Regions from separate parts of the Mus musculus genome. Here region 1 is linked to region 2. The links are chromatin contacts, called in public promoter capture Hi-C maps. All regions are on one chromosome and are shown on one strand. Each heading gives the region's core, a stretch centred on a gene start, on an enhancer-like site or on the middle of the called end of the contact. The rest is flanking DNA. Distances are from core to core; before and after follow the strand shown.

Evidence for each region. Promoter capture Hi-C pulls out the DNA fragments that hold promoters and counts their contacts.
Region 1: a contact with region 2 is called in a promoter capture Hi-C map of the HPC-7 cell line. The contact joins the promoter of Nudt12 here to the enhancer-like site in region 2. A contact is called at or near these places in 1 of 39 promoter capture datasets (the HPC-7 cell line), 2 of 484 Hi-C or Micro-C datasets (nephron progenitors and rod photoreceptor), 2 of 115 datasets of contacts at active chromatin or transcription factors (embryonic stem cells and hepatocytes) and 1 of 9 other capture datasets (liver).

The regions. Positions count from the first base shown.
Region 1 is chr17:59,009,040-59,014,687 of GRCm38.p6, forward strand. It overlaps Nudt12 (nudix (nucleoside diphosphate linked moiety X)-type motif 12), which reads right to left and starts at 4,283. Exons shown (of 7, transcript NM_026497.3): 1 at 4,179-4,283; 2 at 2,004-2,215; 3 at 816-1,405. The coding sequence starts at 2,209. The region is part of intron 1 of Nudt12os (nudix (nucleoside diphosphate linked moiety X)-type motif 12, opposite strand); the gene reads left to right.
Region 2 is chr17:58,949,495-58,954,998 of GRCm38.p6, forward strand. It overlaps Pdzph1 (PDZ and pleckstrin homology domains 1), which reads right to left. Exons shown (of 13, transcript NM_027001.1): 5 at 4,841-5,008; 6 at 745-846. It overlaps Gm33751 (a long non-coding RNA gene), which reads left to right. Exons shown (of 3, transcript XR_385675.3): 2 at 1,738-1,911; 3 at 2,247-3,088. Among named protein-coding and RNA genes, the nearest start is that of Gm33751, 8.3 kb to the left of the region's middle. Within about 2 kb of position 3,732, at least 2 of the 459 cell types and tissues checked have an H3K27ac peak or open chromatin away from gene starts, as enhancers often do. A contact at or near this core is called in the HPC-7 cell line, where this site is marked.

The DNA.
Region 1 (5,648 bases), core at 3,033-5,532, 60 kb after region 2:
TGTCCATTATGTCCTCCCCTTTCTGTCTCTGCTCTTACTTTAATCTGCCCACCAGCCATGGCTCTACCATCTTACCTCTGTAGTCCCTCACACTATCCCTTACTCTCCATCTTTATTAGCACCATTCTAACCTGCTGTCTCTCTCCTCAGCCACTGCAGTAACTAATTCACTCGTAATAAGGCTCCTGACCTCCGCTCTTCCTATATACCTACGAGTCATGCTTTATGAAGTAGCCAGCATTAACTTTGTTCTTTAACATACAGACATGAGCGCGCACATTCACTCACACACACACACACACACACGCACACACGCACACACACACACATGGGCATTTCAAATAAAACTCTCTCTCCCTTCCTTCTTTTCCTTTCCTTTCTTTTCCTTTCCTTCCCTTCCCTTCCCTTCCCTTCCCTTCCTTCCTCTCTTTCACTCTCTCCCTTGATTGCTTTCCTCCCCTCCTCCCCTCCTTTTCTTTCTTTCTTTTTTTTAAAGATATATTAAAAAGCCCAACAACAGAAACAAAACAGCCTAGGTCTTTGGCATCATGATCAAAGCACAGTAGGGACTCAAACATTATCCACAGAAGTATCCAATGAAACGACCACACATGGACGTTAACTCCAAGGAAACAAACTGTGGCTGACTGAAGCTGCTGCCAGGACTCTAGGAGCACCCTGGAATGAAACCCTGAGGGGCTTCTCATGTTTCCTGAGCACTGGCATGTGGCACCCAGATGCTACACAAACCCACAGCTCCAAATTGTTACCTACACAGGCAAGCATATTCATTCATTCATTCATTCATTCCTCACCAGCCTCCTTTTCTTTCAACTGCAGAAGAGCTGGCATTGGCGGGTGGAGAAAATAACAATTTTCATGTCTTTGCTTAAACTCCTCAGCAGCACCGGGTTCAATACCGAGGGCAAACCAAGCAACCAAACCGTCCTCCTCTTCCTCTGGGACTCCTCCCGCCTGGGCGGGTGAGCCTTTCCTCATCTCAAGCTCGACTCCAAGGAACACCAAGGTGATCTTCTCAGGCTGAGCCAAGTAACCCTTTACATCCGGGTAGTTCAGCTGGCAAAGCCGGACTTCCGGCTGCTGCGAGCTTTCTTTATTACCACCTAGGGTAACCAGGGGGTTCAAGTCTGAGAAAAGGAGATAAACTGTGGTGGGGTGGCTCTCTTTAGCTTGCAGCCAGTCAGAATTATTTCTTTTGTCACTCCTCCGGTCCAGTAGTGTTCTGCTAAAATAATTCTCACACTCGTCTACTTCATTGGTTAGGAACCAGGGCTTCTTCCCACCTTTTGCATTTGCTAACAAGTTAGCTATATGCCTATAACCCCAAAATGCAGCAATATCCAGGGCGGTTTGCCTCGCTTTATTGACAAGTGATCTGTCACATCTAGAAAAATGGGGAGAAAAAAATATAAATTAAGTAAAAGGTTTCTCTTGTATTTATTTTACTATAATATACACATAGCCCCATTATTTATTTTTTTCCCTTTTTTGTCACTTGGTTCATAGTTCACTACTGAAAGTTAAAAGAATCCTGTAACAATGGTAAGAAATAGAAGATTAATGATAGTACACTTTTAAATAAGATGAAAAAGTATCTCTCTGTGTCACAAAGAAATGCAAACATTCTATATTATGGTATAATGAGATGCATATTGTTTATTTAAAAGAGGGGAATTAAACTCTCCCTGGGCATTGTTTTCAACAAAGTACCAAGGGTTAACATCTCAAATAAGAAAGTTGTCTCTTAAATGTAGCTTAGAGTTAGAGAACTTGCCTGATAGGCACAAGGCCTTGGGCTTACTTAATCCCTAACACTGACAAAAAACAAAAAAATTGCTTTAGTGACAAATCAGGCCCCCTTTCATATAATAAACTGGACAGTGAGCTATTTCCTAGCCCACTGATATAAATATGTCTACAGGAAACTGTGAAAAGACAAGATCCCAGATGTATCTTAGGTAGTACAGGTCCAAGATGTTTACCCTTTCTCAAGCAGAAACTGGACCACATCGGGATGCCCGTTCCTGGCGGCGTACATTAAAGCAGTCCATCCATTTTCAGAAGTCTCATTGAGAAGAGATGGAGAATGGCTGAGTATTCCTGCTAACTTTGCGACATTTCCCTCTGCGGCTGAACTGTGGAGTTCAGAAATCATCTCCTTTTTGGGATTTCTTTTAACAGAAGACATTTCTTCCTTTAAAAAAAAAATGAGATAGAAGTGAGAAAGACCTTATTGACAATTGCTCTTCGCACGAATGGATGAACATTATTTAGATGCTGATCTTGGAAAGGCAGCATGTTTCCAAACCAGTACACCTGTCAAAAGATAATTCATAGTCAACTGCTACTGCAGTAGAGAAGGGGGACCGAGCCGGGGCACAGAGTGGAGGGGGTTAAAGCAGAGAGAATTAGAGGCCAATGCTTATGGAGATGGTAAGTAGTACTCTGATTCTATACTATGCTATAGATGTCATGCCTCAAAGAAATTATGGTTGCACAGTTATTGAAGAGCTTTTAAAGCTTCACGTAAAAAAAAAATTACTGGTTAACCTTAACATAATTAATTTTGTGATCCATATGGTACTGAGTTTTGTTCATTGTGTGAGGTAGACTAGGTCAGGATTTATTTTAATTCACGGATAATTCCTGACTCAGCACCTTTCTTGACATTATCTGTGTCTGGCGGCCCGGCCATCGTTGTCACGAATTAGATGACAAGGCACTTCTGTATCGAGTGTTGGATGAAGGTTCTGTTGGCCTCTCTATTGTCCTTGAGGCGCTTTTAAGAATTACTAATGTTGTTGTCTGCCCTGTCATGCTGTTTGGTTGTTAACAAAGCAAAGCCACGTTTCTTAATGAATGCTATGTAGTCCATAATTCTGCTAAAAACCAAACAAAAAACAGATAAAAAAATATTTTCTGTTTCAAGCGTTAACTTCAAAATATTCTTGTCTCTTAGTACTGCAGGTTCAACCCAGAGCCTTGTCTCCTGGATTTTGAAACAGCAATGTGGCTAGTCAAATCCACAGCCTAGTCTGCATAAAGTTCAGGAAAACAATGGATCCAAGATTAACTTTCTGATTTGGCATGCGCTTTCCTGTTTGTGTCTTCTGTTTAACAATAATTTAAAACTGCTTAAGGCAATCCAAGAAACCCGCTGGAAAAAATCGGTTCAACAATGAAATGAGGAGTAACCTCTACATATCTCAATTTACTTTCATTTAGTGTGTTTTACTTATTTCCCACTTTTATCATATTGAAATCTTAAAATTCTTTAAAATATTGTAGTCCCCGTTGCGATATTCCAGGGCTTTATTTAAAAGTCTCTTCCTAACTCCTTTTCTTTGGTTAGAGTTTCTCCAGCGAGGTTCACTTTTAACACCTCACTGTTCCCTGTTCAGAGGTCACGGTTTCAGAGGTCATGGTTAGTCCCTGACTGCTCTCACTGATCACCCTTCAGCATTGCACATCCAAACATGCTGCGTCATACAGCACCCCCAAGGCAATAGTTGTGCATAAAACATTCTCTGGACTACGAAGTGAAAGGATAAGCCCCTTTCTCTTTAGCTTTCCCAATATCAATACTACCTGTTAATCATTTATTGGCAGGTTCTGTGGAAGGTGAGAATGAGAAGGTAGTATAAACCGTCGCCCCTATTTTCCAAGGCTATTCGGAGAGGTCGGTAAGAAGAGACTTGGATTTTAAAGGAACTATATTTTAACCAAACCAACATCCATTTTTACTAATTACTGACTTCATGCCCAAGGGCTGCCCAGCATGGCTTCAGCAGGCTACAATAAGCCCTCATAGTGGACCTGCCAATTAGCCCACCCACCATTGTTTAAAATATTCCCCTCGCTGGGGCTGCCCAGACCGATTTAACCCATTACGTGCATCCCACGCAAGCACGGTCTCTCCCAATGGCCACATGCCTTGAAGAGTTATTTTTCTCCTATTGTAAGATTTCTCCTTTCAAGGAGGGACACCTCCGACGTAGTTTGTTTTACCCCATCCAAAACTTGGCTGGCAATTTTAGCAGCCACCTGCCTGCAGGCAGCCGCAGGTCTGAGTCCCGCGCCTGGGGGCACGGCAAGCCGGGAGGGACGCCCTGGACGACTCGTCCTCGAACATACCCGGGCCAACTAGCGCTACTAACCCAAGGGATTATGAAGGAAAGAAACCAGGATTGCGACGGAAGACTCCTCGGCAAACTTAGTTGTCAGTTTTCCCGGCGTTGGAGTCAGCCTTCCGGACTTCCGGCAGAGGGCCACTGCCCTCGCATACCTTTATGGGAGATGTAGTTTACAGGCCATCGCCAGGTCCAGGAGGCAGGTTAAAGTGCAGGTCGGGTAGGGGTGGGGACTGGACTTCCGGACTTCAGGTGCTGGGAAAGATCACTAATCCTTCCCCAAAATGGAAGTGTGTGGAACTAAATGCTGCCATTATGATAACGAGGTCTGTGATTTTTTTTTTTTTTTTTTTTTTTTTTTTACTATTTCTCATCCAGCTCCCCAACTTTCCTTCAGACAAAGTTCATAGTTCAAATACATAGTTCAGTGACATTGAGTTTTCTATAGTGTCATGAAAATGTTAACGTCTGATCACACATTAAATTAGGATCAGCCTCTACATACGATTTGATTGGTCTTTTTTATATTGAAGTTTTAAAGTAATTTAAAATATTAAAACAAAACTGTGATCTTTCAGGACTTTTTCTTCCAACCTGCCTTTTCTTAAATGACTTAGCTGCACAGTTTCTCCAGTGAAATTTACTTAGATTCACAAGTCACTTAGATATGTGGCCTTAAGCAGGTCTCTCATCTCTGAAAAAAGCCCCACTTCACATTTTATAAAATGCCACTATAGAGTCTGCCTACCCTATTAAGTAATCCATATAAAGGTATGTTTGGAGATTCCATAATCCCTCCTCCACTGTAGGGTTACAGAAGATGCGTGAAAAACTCTTGGGACTAGAGTTGATACCTACAACACAATATTCTTGCTTTTATCAATTTAGTTTCCTACGATTTCATTCTCCAAAGTCTACAGAAATTATGTGACTCTTGGAATAACTTGGTCTTTAGTGGTCTTCTAATCCCCAAACCAGGGAATGGTACTTGTCTGTCAGCAACAACTTCAGGAGTGTTTTAAGACTGGCCATTGCATTCTGTACCTTCCAGGTCCTTTCTCATACTGAGGTTGCATATATATGTTGACAGTGTAATGCTTGAACTGGGAATTGAACCCAGAGCCTCTTGAGTGCATGATAAATGTTGTATTATAGTCAACCTACTAGCCAATTATACTTCCATGACTGCTTCTCAAAGTTTGTGCTATGTTCCTTCCTGTGGGCAGTTGTGTTGATTGGAAAAGAAAGATTGGCCTTCACAGGGTCAATGCATTGGAGTACCTGATCCTCAGTTGGTAGAATTCCTTAGGAAGGATTAGGAGCAGTGGCTTTGTTGGACTAGGTGTGTTAATTGGGAGTGGGACTTGAAGTTCCAAAAGCCCATGCCGTTCCCCATTAGTGTCCTTTGTCCGGACACCTGCCTCCTACTTGCAGATAAGTCTGTGAGCCCTCAGCTATGGCTTCATCACCATACCTGTCTGTCTGCCTGTCACCACA
Region 2 (5,504 bases), core at 2,482-4,981:
AGAAGTCTGCTGATAGAGTGTGTCTTCTAGATATGATCAGCAAGCAATGACAATATGGCTGCCTCAATAAGATCTGAATAATTCCAAAACCAGTAGCTATCACAGCATATATGCGGAAAAAAATCACAAGATAAGGAGATATAGGCAGTTAATGACTGTTGAGAAACCAAATTAGTCTTCCCCAAAAATGAGCTCCTTAATTTGTTATTCAATACCAAGTGATCAGTGGTTAAAAACATATGTGTAAAAGCAACACAGAATGGAATCAGCACATCTTGTTTCTATATTTGATAACATATTTGTTGCAATACCATTTAAAGAAAAAGAGACCACAAATTAGAGAGAGAGAGAGAGAGAGAGAGAGAGAGAGAGAGAGAGAACAAGCTGGGGTAGGGTATAAAAGAATTGAAAGGAAGAACAGGGTAATATAGTGCTTTAATTAGGAATAACATTTATAAAGAATACTCAAGGAGGCATAATGGAAATAATTCACGGCAAATACAACCCCCAGGGCAACTCTGTGTTTATCCGAGGAGTGTATTCATACAAATAACCTGGACTTTAAAACAATATATGGTCATGGTCTGAGAACTTCTCAGTATTGTTTGGTAAACAGTCTCAGAGATTGCTTCTGTTGCTCACATGCACTTCACCAGATGGGGAGAGCCTAGGCTGTTTGATACATTTTGGTAGCATTGAGAGGGCTGTTCTGGTATGAATTAAGTTTTTTATGAGAGTACTTACTGGTATCCACTTCAGTTACTACGATTGGTTTGGAGAACTGAATCCGAAATCCCCAGGGATAATCGCCAGTTCCTTTGAATAGTCTCACAGTCCGCTCACGAACTGCAAGGGAGAAAAGAATGCATTGCTCTGAGTTGGCATTCCATACTATATACTTTTACAGTATGGTACAAGTAGCATGTTTACTGTTTGATTCCATGTCAGGCTTAATAGATATGTTCTGAGCAATACTAAGTAATAGAATATATTAATTACACAAAATTCTGCATTTCACCATACTATTTTCATACAGTGCAGTCTAATTCAATCTTCACAACACATGATGATTGTTAATAATATTTTTAGAGAAGAGAATATTGGCATGCGGAGTAGGGAGGTTAAATATTTGTGTTGAGAATATAAAGCTTACTACAGTTAAACAGTACTATACTTTAGGATTCACGCTGAACCACTCTGTCATAGCTACCCAAGAAGCAAACCTAAGGTGCTTAGATTTGTAAAAAAAGAGAATTCATTCAACACTATTCATGAAAAACATTTAAACAGTCTATAAAATGATGTTTTACAAGAAGCCAAGAGGAGTAAAAGAGCTGGCTAACTAAGAAAAGTACAGGAGCAATTGGTTTTGAAGAGGTTGGAACTGGTATGCTTGGTTGCCCTGTCAATGGAGAATCCTAAGACCATCAAAGTAAGAGTTCATGAATTTTCAGTCATCTAGCTAACTTTAATTACTGTGGATCAGTTACCATCCCACTTTTCCTTCTGTAATTTTTTCCTGCTACTTTTACATCTTCTTTTCTATATAATTCTCTCGTGTGTGTGTGTGTGTGTGTGTGTGTGTGTGTCTGTGTGTGTGTGTGTCTGTGTGTGTGTGTGTGTCTGTGTGTGTGTGTCTGTGTGTGTTTTCCTCACAAGTTCTGCTTGTTGATCAGTTCGGTTTATTCAAGACATAAACCCATCCATTGACACTCTTTGACTTTTCTCTATTTCAAGGCATTTTGCCCAAAATGAAGAAAATTTTCCAAGACTGAATTCCAGATTGTGCCTCACAGATCACGATCCTCTCTGTTCAGAACTGTTGTGGGTTATTATTCCTCAGAAATGAAGAAAAGGCATGATTCCAGATTGTGAACATCATGAGAACTTGGCTTTGAAGACTACTAAAGAGTAAGTAATTATAAAGTATAATTGGAATCATTCCTGGATTTCAGGAGTAGGTTCTTAATACTAGATCGACTCTGACGTATTTGTGAAAATGCTAGGAAATTATAAGATCAGAATACCAGCTATTAAAAAGAATAGGGAAACCTATCATCTTACAGTGAAAATTTAATACACTGCCCTTTCATAAAAAGAAGGAAAGCATTAGAATTTCTGGATAATGTATTTTTGTCCTTCTTTTTAACCTGCTGCATCTTTTACTTATGTAGATGTTATTTTTTACTTCTCAGATTATATTTAAATCGCCAGGTTGGAGTGCAAGGATGTTTCTTTTTTTATAGGTTGCCTTAGCTTGAAGTCCGAATATAAAGGCATTTTCAGAATACCTTTGTGTATACAAAATGTGGGCAGAATTAAAAGCAAGCAGGAAGTCAAAGAAAATCTTGAGACTTTGAAGTGATGGATAACAAGGCTCCTAAAGGTGGTGAGGACTTTCTTTATCCTCATCAATGGCAAGTGGTCTTAGATGAGGGTGCCCATAATATTTGTAAAAATATTATTATTATAAACTTATGTTACTTTTCAGAGCTTGTAATATGATTTACTTAATTTTTTCTCTTCATTTTTTTCATTCAAACACTCTGGAATGAATCATTACATTTCATATTAAGTTTCTTGTGGGTCATAACAAATGTAGCAGAAGGCAAAGCATTCCGCTCAGGTGCGCTCAGCCATGACCTCCTGTTTGGTCAGATAAGGAAAACAAGCATCTGCTATAAACAAGGAGACATTCTTCCTTATTCACAGGTCCATTGCAGCCAAAAACAGGAGTCATTAATTCACAAATATCTGCTGTGCACTGCTTTACACCTAGGGATGCTCTTGTGTACTAGCAAAGACAGAGAAGAGTCATATCCCCTTGAAGTTTGAGTTCTGAACACTTGTTGCCCAAACTGGCACCATTTGTGAGGGAAGAAATGATACAGTGTCTTCATGTGGATTCTTGAAGAGATGTTTGCTTTTGTAAAATGTCTGAAGAAAACACGTAGTTCTTCTCCTGTTCCCAGGAAAGGTGTGATAATATTGCTGAGAAGGCATTCTGTATACCCCAGCTCTAAAACTGTTTTCTTTAATGCTCTGCGCCTCTGGGAAAGTTTGTTTCTCATTAAAAGAATTCTCTCTTGGCACATGTGATTGGACAATGTCTTATTGAATCTCCTAATTTAAGAGGCAGAACTGGGGAATTCAAGGACTTAGGAATTAATATTTCAACATGCTGAGATAGGCTGGTAGCTAATCAGGAAAAAAATGAAAAGCAGAAATCCATTTCTGACTGTTGTAACAATAATTTTCTAACATCTCTACTTCTCAAGGTTTTTTTGTTCCCTCTAGGTTACTCTCTTGATACTATCTTCTGCTTTTGACAGATTGATTTCGCCAACAAATACTTTCTTAATGAGAGATTTTTATATGTTGATTCAAATAAAATCATATTTGTCTTTTTGTTATTCCATGAAACTATTAAGTAGCTATTGTTTTCAAGGTCATGTTTCTGTGGTTTTGGTTTCTCAGTCAAGCAATTTGAATGTCAACAACATGTATGGAAGAATAAACATTTCAATAAAGTCTTGAAATGTTGAGCTCAACTGTAGAACTCTCCTGTGGGAGGACACAATCAACATGTTTGTAACCGTGTTCCTTTCCCGTTCTGAAGACGATTTTCTCATATTTTAAGATTTATAGTCCCCCTTTCCCATGGCTCTGTCTATTGAATAATCTATAAGTGCCACACAGCTGCTGACAAGCCACAAATGAATGTCATTGTTGTTTCACAGACTGCGGGTGCATCGTCAAGTAATTTATCCCTCTAGACAGCACTTCCTTTGCATCATCTTGTTGGTTGTAAAACTCCAAATGAAGGGCAAGTATTTCCATAAATATAACAAAACTCTTACACTGAAATGCCCTACACCCCTAAGGTAGCTGCAGCGCCTTCTGAGCCTATTTTCCAGCTCAGAACTTTTTAGGAAATTAAGGATTGGGTTTGCTCTATAAGTATTAAATTTATTTTTCAGAAAATACATTCTGACACATGTAAACTAGCATTATGCTATCTTTGAAATATTATTACGTCATTAAAATGTGGGTTTTTTTTTTTTTTGTAAATTTGTTCATTTGCCTGCTGCCCACTTTCTTAACGCCTATGTCCTCTTGCTACTATCTCTCAGTGATACTAACTAGAGAACCTAACTCCAGACCGGTAAGAAGTGCACTGTACTAAGTTGCTTCTCTGGCCCCAACCCTGCTTCCACTTCCTATGTGCAGAATTTCAGGTGTATACTACTGTGCCCAGCTTATATTAGTTTATACGCCAAAGCTGGAGTTACTATTCCAAAGGAATAGTTCTTTTTATATTCTTACTTTTTGAGAATTTTATATGAGTATATATTTACACAACTTCCCCTGTCCCTCTCCTTCACCCAATTTCCCCCCACTCCCTCTCAAAATCATTGCGTCTTATTTTTTTAACATATATACACATATGAATTTATAAATACATTCTGTTGGATTCATTCATTTAGTGGTGTGTGTGTGTGTGTGTGTGTGTGTGTGTGTGTGTGTTTAGGTCTAACCATTTGGACTTGTATTACCTATCAGGGAGTTTGTCCCTATAGAAGACTAATTCTTCCTCTATCAGCAGCTATTAATTGCCTGTTGTTCTTCATCTAAGAGTGGAGGCCCTGTGAGATTTCCCACATTGATATATTAATCCCTAGTATCATATTTTAAGGAATAGGTCTTAAATAATAAGAAATTATTTTATTAATTTCAGGTTCTTTAATACATGCCAACTACCCGTATTCTTTAGTGTTTACGGGTCTAGTTAAGAGTTTGCTAAGGCCTTTGTGCCTTGCAGTAATGTTAAAATCCTTACCAGCTACTGGTCTTGGCTTTTTACTAAGACACCTGGGGCTGTCTTCAGGATTTCCATCATCGCCTCGGAAAACCCATGCTGTTGAGTGGAAATTCTCCGTGTAGAATCCTTTTTCTTCGATATCAACTCGAAAGCCAAAATCCACAGAATGAACATCATCTGAAGTGACTGAGGAACAGAAAAGGTGGGAAATGAAGTCATACACTGACAGGAAAAAGGAGCCAGTGCTCCTGGGGTCATGGTGAAAACGTACCCAGATATGCAGAGGTGAGGGCCCTAGGATAAAGAGCATTATCTGTGAACAGAAAGAAGTGTCTAAGTTGGTTGTGCATTTTTCTTGGAAATAATTTATATATTCTTAAAATATAATCAAAACAAATATTCCCCAGGCCTATAGAGAAAGCTCAACAATTAGGAGTTCTTGCTGCTCATCCAAAGATCCAAGTTCAGTTCTGAGCACCTACACTAGTGGCTCAAAACTGCTTGTAACTTTATCTTCTGGGGATCTGTCATCCTCTTCTGACTTCAGCCACTGCACTGATAGGCATACAACCATACCAACAAACATCACACACACACACACACACACACACACACACACACACACACACATAAATAAAACAAATCTTCAAGAAAGAAAAGCACACCTAAATACAAAATACTG